Linked DNA regions of Mus musculus: region 2 is linked to region 1. The links are chromatin contacts, called in public promoter capture Hi-C maps. All regions are on one chromosome and are shown on one strand. The core of a region is the stretch at or near the end of the contact, and the rest is flanking DNA. Distances in the headings are between cores, read along the strand shown.

Region 1 (3,647 bases), core at 897-3,396:
ATTCTAAAGCAGTCAGAGTAATATAAAATACACGATTTCAATCAGAGGCAAAGTCACAGGCAATATCACTGAAGCTCATTGCCTTATTTAAAAGTGTTTTTGATGAGAGATTATGAAAATGATTGTCGCTGCCCACTCTTCACCCACAAAAAATTGGCTACTAAATTGTCTGCAAGGCCCCTGAAGGGATGTATGTCCCACCAGGACAGAAAACGGACAGTAAGACATGGCTGAAGAGAACTGGCCAAAAGTGCCCAGACTGTGAAGGTAGCAACATTCCCAAGGGATTTGGACCTAAAATGGAGGAACCAGGAGAGAGGCGTCTGACTGCCTTCCAATCATCAGTGCCACAAATCTTGCTGAAGCACCTGCCCCTGGTGCTGGGCTCTTGAACACTGAGCATGCCCAGTGAGAGGAATGTAAAATCACCACTCCAGGGGATCATTAAGAACTCTTCATGATCTGGTACCATACAGGATGAGGGTTAAACATCATGGAGTCAATAGATGTGGGTTACACTGTCCTGTCTGCAACTTAGAAGCTGTATAGCCTTGGACAAATTAATCTTTCAGTGTAAAACAACAATAATAGAATATGAAGACATCTATCATGATCACAGGGTTCTGCAGAGTCGGAGACACATAATCCATGTAAAATGTATGTTGCTTTTAGTTATGTAAAAAACATTAAGGGTTTTTAAGTGTGAGTTGAATGAATTTGTCTGATGATGTTACAGGAGGAAAATCTCTGTTCTTTTTTCTATTCCTAATCCTTTGGTTAAATCCAGAAGATTCAGCTTTTTGTCTTTTGAAAAGGTAGTCGTGTTCCTCTTCTTCAGTAGTTTCTGGATCATAGCAAGATTTCAAATGTCATGGGCATTTTTGTTTGTTTGTTTGTTTTGTTTTTGGGAGTTTTGTTTTGGGGTGGGGGTGGGGGGATTGAGACAGTGTTTCTGTGTAGCCCAGACTGTCCTGGAACTCATGCTGGAACTCACTCTGTAGACCAGGCTGGCTTCGAACTCAGAAATCCGCCTGCCTCTGCCTCCCAACTGCTGGGATTAAAGGTCTGCGCCACCACTGCCCTGCAAAGGGTTCACTTGGGTTACCCCCCCACCCCCACCCCCACCCCCACCCCTACCCCCACCCCCATGGGCACCTTTTTAATGTATACATTGAAAACAAATCCCATAGCTTGCTTAAGGGCTGGAAGAGGTGGCATTTGTAATGCAATATGGTACTTCACGATCAGGACAGGTATTAAACCCCCAAAATAGCGATTATGGGGGTATAGCTTTGTAATCCTAGCATTTGGGAAGGCGAGACAGGATGATTTTTAACCTGGAGGCTAGACTGCTACACAGTAAAACTGTGTCTCAAAATAACAAAAACAAAACAAAGCCCTCGGAGTAAGAGCTCATTAAAGACTGAAAGCATTCATCTCAGAGCTAGGACATTTCATGTTCCAGACCACCACTGAACATGTCCTGTTATTTTACTTTGTAAGAAATTAAATTCCTAGAAAAAAGTCTCTTTATCTGCTTTTTCTTCATCTGTGAGTCATAACATTCCAAAAGCAGCCTTTCAAATATCTCAATTCCTTCAGCTGATTTCAAATATCAAATTCCTTCAAATTACAATATCACCAACTAAAACACCTCGATGCTGAGACTAATTGTGTTAGATAGAACCTGATCGGAATTAAAACCCGAAGCAATATTTAATCACTTCCATCCTGTGGATTATAAATTCACATTACACTAATTAGCAAAAGACACTTTCGACGAGGATGGGATTCGAACCCATGCGTGCAGAGCACAATGGATTAGCAGTCCATCGCCTTAACCACTCGGCCACCTCGTCCCAGAAGCTAGTTTCTTCCTGGTAGCTATAGGGAGTAGACACAGAGCGCTGTGACGCAATACCATGGAAGTCGCCATTTTGTACGGAAGCCAACAGTGCGATTGTTTACTCTGCAAACACTCGAAAGAAGATGGCCGTTCTCAGAATAACAGAGACGAAGAAAATTCTGTAGAAAAGAAGAAAAACCCGAGGGAACTTAAGTCAGAGCAGAGGAGGACAGAGAAGTTTATGTCTTAGGGGCGGGGCCGGTCTGGAGCCGAAGGGGTGGGGTCTGCGCGGCGCGCAGCACTGAGCATGCGCATCACTAGGGCGGTTAGATTTGAATACTTCAGGGACGTTGAGAGGTGACGTCCGACTCCAAGGAGCGCGAGGACCCCAGACAAGTCAAGCAGGTGGTCGGTGGCGGGTCAGAATGCTCCTTTCCGTTCTGGGCTCCTGAGAGGGCTCGGGTTCTGTTTGAGTGCTGAAGGGCGGGCGCGGGTTGCTGAGGTCGCTCGGTCGTCGGGGCGATCTCGGAAAGGCCCTGCAGCCGACCGGACCGCGCGAGCGCCAACGGCCCGCTCTCCTTCTCCTGGAGCGCCGCGTTTCGCTTCTCCTTTCCCAAAGCCGCTCCATTCCCGGGGTCGTGTCGTCTGCGCGGTGCGCCGTGGGCCTCCGGGTTCGCCCCGCCCATCATCTTTGGTCAGGGCTCCGGGATCCGGTCCCACCGTCTCTCGCCAACTCCTTGTGGTATGTGTTTCTGACCGACGTTCCCTGCTTCCGTGGTCTGAAGGCGACGAGTGAACTTTAAATTGTAGGCTCCGTCCGAGCACAATAATAGAGTTTCGGGTTTCTGCAGGTCCAACATTAGTAAAGACAAATCGGTGTGTTAGATTACATAAATTTCCTTTCCCATCCAAAAGACTTTGGATTCCCTTTGGGAAGAAAAATATTGCCTACTGCAATTTTTAAAATGTACTAGACGTTGTAGTTTGATTTATGCTCATATATTTGAATGCCGAGTCAACTGAGAGTGGCACTGTTTGAAAGGATTAGGAGGAGGGGTGGCCTTGTTGGAGGAGATGTGTTAATGAGGGATGAGCTTTGAGGTTTCCAAAACTCTGCCTGCTGTTTGTGGACGTTCTTGGCTACTCCTTCAGCATTGTGTTTGCTCGCAGGTTCCCCATGATGACTGCTATATAAGTCTCTGAAACTGTAAGCAAGACCCCCAATTAACTGCTTCCTGCTATAAGAGTTGTGGCCATGGTGTCTCTTCACAGCAATAAAACTGTGACTAAGACAGAAGTTAACAGAGATAAAGCATGTGGCTAAAACCCAAAGCAGCAGTTTATTCTAGACACCAAGGTTGACCGTTAGTTTTCATTTCAGTTAAATTGGTTCCGTTGAGTCCCTTGTATGTCTCATAGGTTCATTGTCTTGTGCTAAAGTAGACTTCATGGGGATGGCATTTCATTGGTCAGATTGTTGGAGAGATGATTTATAAATATGGAAGGAAATATATCGTAAGGTATTTGGTCATTAAAGGTTAGGTTCAAGCAGTGTACTTCTTGACTATGTGAATGGCTGGAAACCTTTACAAGTTGATAGATGTAAATGGAGTAAAATGTTTGGGATGGTGATATAAATGATGTGTTTGATGCTGAGAATACGAGAAGGTACTGATTCTAGATACTGGATCGAACAAGCGTTTCCAATAGAATTTTCTGTGATAATAATATTCTATATCTGCACTGTCCAACATGGTATCTATTAGCAGTCATTTTTGGCGCACTTAAAATATGGTTATCA
Region 2 (3,899 bases), core at 32-2,531, 2.1 Mb after region 1:
GCTTCTGTACCCAGTTCTGGATCTCCACAGGTAGCACAGTCAGGAATTGCTCTAGCACCAACAATTCTACAATCTGCTCCTTGGTCCGCACCTCCGGCCTTAGCCACCGACAGCAAAGTTCCCATAGTTGGCTGAAAGCCTCCCGGGGCCCAGCCACCTCCTGGTAATGGAATCTTCTGAAGCGCTGTCGTAAGCTTTCAGAGCTTGTGCCATTTCCTCTCCGAGTGGGTTTGGCCATCTTTCACAGCAGAAAGCCGTTTCTCTCCTCACTGTCTGGGTTCTAGGACTTATTACACTATCTTTGCATGCCCTTGGAGAAACACCTGCAGATGAGTCTCTCTGTAAAAAGGAGTTTTATCCTAGAGTAGAGAGAAATGGCGCTATCTGAGGAGAGTATCTTTACATGTTTAAAACCTTGTCAGAGCCGGCCTGACTTTCAATATGCTCGAAGTGGCCTTCTGAGGCAGTACCTTTTCAGGACAGCAAATCAATAGGCAAGGTGAAAATGACCTTTTAAAAACTGCATTTCTAGGTGACGTTTAGAGTATCCCCAGGAAGTTGCAGAGAAAAGAAAAATCTGTCCGCTTCGCTCCCACCTCAGGTAAATCATTAGCGCCCCAGATCAAATCGGTCAAAACGTTTGGCGAACGACAACAAAAAGCCTCTGTCCAGCGAGCGCCGGCTATTCTCCCCTAGAACCACCGCCGTCCTTCCAGAAGCTCCTGGTGTCTGCCCCGCCCCTTGAACACCAAACTACAAATTTCCACCCCGAACCAAAGTCAAGTGCCGAACACTGGGTCTCTTGCTCGCGCCTCCCGAACGAAGTAAGAACTCGGCAAGAGTTCCGGGGCGACAGATGGGGAAGGTCGCGCACCGGGGGAGCCGACTTGGGCTTCTAAATTGAGGTGGACTAGGGGAGAGTTACAGGAGTTGGTGAAGCGAGGAAGCTCGAGGGGCGGCAGTGGTGGGTCTCCTGAGAACGAGGCCGATGCGGGCCGGTGCTGCGAGTCCGTGGGCTTCGAGCACAGCTCCACAGCGGCGGCTGCCAAGTTCCAGCTTTGTTTTCTTCCCTCCGGCCGGGTCACTCTGGGAGACGTCGGCAGTCGGTCAAAATGCCACAGACCCTGCCAAGGCGTCCTGAGGACTCCCGCCGGCCCACCCCAGGCCGCGTCTCTCTCAACCAGCTTCTCAACTCACTCTCATCCCTTCCCCTCCTGGGCTAGCCTCAGTCCCGCTCTCAAGCCGGAAGTCCGAGCGGGCTTCTCCTGGAGCCCAGGACGCATGCGCGACGGCACCGGCGCCTCCTCGCGGCTCCGCGGCGGGAGCGAGGCGGTGGGCGCCTGGGCCGCGCGCACTTCCGGGATGCGGCGCGCGGCTCTGTGGCATCTCCTCTCCCGGTGGACTGCGGGGATTCAGGGCAAGAGATTCCGCTGGGTGTGAGGGGTCGCCCGGAGAGGCGCTGAAAAGAGGAGGTGGTAGATCTAGGGACTCCCGAGCCGCCCTAGAAATGATTCACGAACTGCTCTTGGCCCTGAGTGGGTACCCAGGGTCCATTTTCACCTGGAACAAGCGGAGTGGCCTGCAGGTATGCAGGGGGTCAGAGACGAGTCGCTTGCCGCGCGGCGGGTGCAGCTGAGCCGCAGCGAAGGGGCGGGACCCGGGGAACTCCAACCGACCGGCGCCCGCGAGCGGGGAGAAACCGAGGGCCAACCCTACGGAGCTCCGGCTATGGGGGCCCTGCGGTCCCGCGACTCCTGCTAGAGAACCACTAGGAGTGGATAGAACCACACTTCTTTTCACTGCATATGAATTTGTTGTTAAACTGAATCCCTAAATGTGTAGCTGGAATTAGATGATAGTTATTTGAGGGAAAAGGGGGAGGGATAGGGAACTCTTGCATTGATTCAAATTGAATTTTGAAAGTAGTGGAAATGTATACAAAGCGCTCAAGACACAATACTCAGTAAATTGTGTTGGATGAAAAAAATGAATTTGTAAACATATGGTGTTTCCCTCCTTTCTTCGAAAATTTCTGTACCAGGTGAAGAACTTGAGAGGGGGTTTTTCCTGTAATTAGAAGAGTATAACAGGAATGTACCCGTTAGTTGTTTTCTCTTCCTCTCCCCCTCTGTTCCTTTATCTCCCCCAACCCCCGTGAGAAGCCCAGATATAGCGTGATACTCAATATTTTGCCGAAACTAAATTGGCAACACTGAGTTTAATAGCCAGGCGTAGTGTTTGTGCCTGTAATCCCAGCCTTTGGGAAGTTGAAGCAGGATTATTGGTGTGATTCAAGTCCAGCCTGGGCTTCACTGTGGAACCTTCTCTCAAAAAAGAAAGCAAGAAAAGAAGGGAACAGAGGGCAGAGAAAGGCAAAGAAAAGAATGACAACTACAAATGTGTCTAAGTGTGTTGTGTAAAATGGTATCAGTGACTTCAAGGTGGAGTTGACTTTTTCACAGTAATTAAGCCTAAACTAGAATTTTTTTTTTTAAAACTAGAGTATGTGTCTATGTTGTATGAGTGTGGGCATATATGTCACAGAGTGTATGAAGAGGTCAACTTTATGGAGTCACTTCTCTCTTCCCACATTTGTGTAGGTTTCAGGGATTTAACTCAGGTCTTCAGGTTTGTGTAGCAAATGCCTGACTCTCTGAGCCATTTCACTGATCTTAAACCTAGAACTTTTCTAAAACTCTGTCAACAAGAAGTGTTCAAATTTGATAACTGTACCCAAGGAGCTAAAGGGATCTGCAACCCTATAGGTAGAACAACATTATGAACTAACCAGTACCCCGGAGCTCTTGACTCTTAGCTTCATATGTATCAAAAGATGGCCTAATCGGCCATCACTGGAAAGAGAGGCCCATTGGACTTGCAAATTTTATATGCCCCAGTACAGGGGAATGCCAGGGCCAAAAAGTGGGAGTGGGGGGGTAGGGGGGTTGGGGGGGTATGGGGGGCTTTTGGGATAGCATTGGAAATGTAAATGAGGAAAATACCTAATAAAAATATTTTTAAAAAGTCACAAAAAAATTGATAACTGTAGAAGTGTCATCAGTAATAAAAGACACACATACATATATATTGAATCTGTAACTGTGATTAACACCTGTCATTCATATTATCTGTTATCACAGTTATCTCCACTTTTTACTTCTGAAAACTAAGACATTGAGAGGTGCCATGATGTAACTTGCCTAAGCTTTCAAGCAAAACATAATTTGAAGATATAAGCCAAGGGAGTCTCTGTCCCTGTCTGTTTCTGTCTGTCCTCTCTCCTCTCCTCTCCCCTGATCCCCTCTGTGTAGGTCAGAGGACAACTTGCAAGAATTTCCTACTATGTGAGTCCCAGAACATCTTTCCAGCTCCTATTGTGTGAATTCTTTCTCTAGGGTACCTATTTTAAGAACAAGCAATTACATCTGGATGAGGAACACGACCTTGTAATTGTGTAACAATACCTTGTTAACCAGAATTACCAACCCAGTAACAAGGAAAATTAAAACCATGTAAAACCATGGGCACCTTACGGAAAGGAAATAGAAAAGAGAATAGAAAGCATTTTAAGCTGCAAAGAACCTTGATTGGTGACTAGCAGGCATTAGCTTCCTTTATGACTGGTGACTAGCAGGCATTAGCTTCCTTTATGACTATCCCTCTTCTTTCAGGTTTCCCAGGATTTTCCATTTCTTCACCCCAGTGAGACTAGTGTCCTGAATCGACTCTGCCGGCTTGGCACAGACTACATTCGATTCACTGAGTTCATTGAACAGTATACAGGCCATGTGCAGCAACAGGTGAGATCCTGTTATCTGGATATGGGCTTCTACAGGGCAGGAGTGCTATCAGGCAGTGAATTCACTGGTAAAGCAAGTTAGAAATTTCTGGAATACTCC

Evidence for each region. Promoter capture Hi-C pulls out the DNA fragments that hold promoters and counts their contacts.
Region 2: a promoter capture Hi-C map of liver shows a contact between it and region 1, with 5 times the contacts expected there. The contact joins the promoter of Tubgcp4 here to the promoter of Knl1 in region 1. A contact is called at or near these places in 1 of 39 promoter capture datasets (liver), 1 of 115 datasets of contacts at active chromatin or transcription factors (astrocytes) and 2 of 9 other capture datasets (adipose tissue and liver).

The regions. Positions count from the first base shown.
Region 1 is chr2:119,044,973-119,048,619 of GRCm38.p6, forward strand. Knl1 (kinetochore scaffold 1) reads left to right here and starts at 2,147. Exons shown (of 24, transcript NM_029617.3): 1 at 2,147-2,251. n-TSgct7 (a tRNA gene) reads right to left here and starts at 1,859; the gene lies at 1,778-1,859.
Region 2 is chr2:121,169,887-121,173,785 of GRCm38.p6, forward strand. It overlaps Tubgcp4 (tubulin, gamma complex associated protein 4), which reads left to right and starts at 1,282. Exons shown (of 18, transcript NM_153387.3): 1 at 1,282-1,585; 2 at 3,672-3,800. The coding sequence starts at 1,508. Zscan29 (zinc finger SCAN domains 29) reads right to left here and starts at 1,239. Exons shown (of 5, transcript NM_001290819.1): 1 at 1-1,239. The coding sequence starts at 238.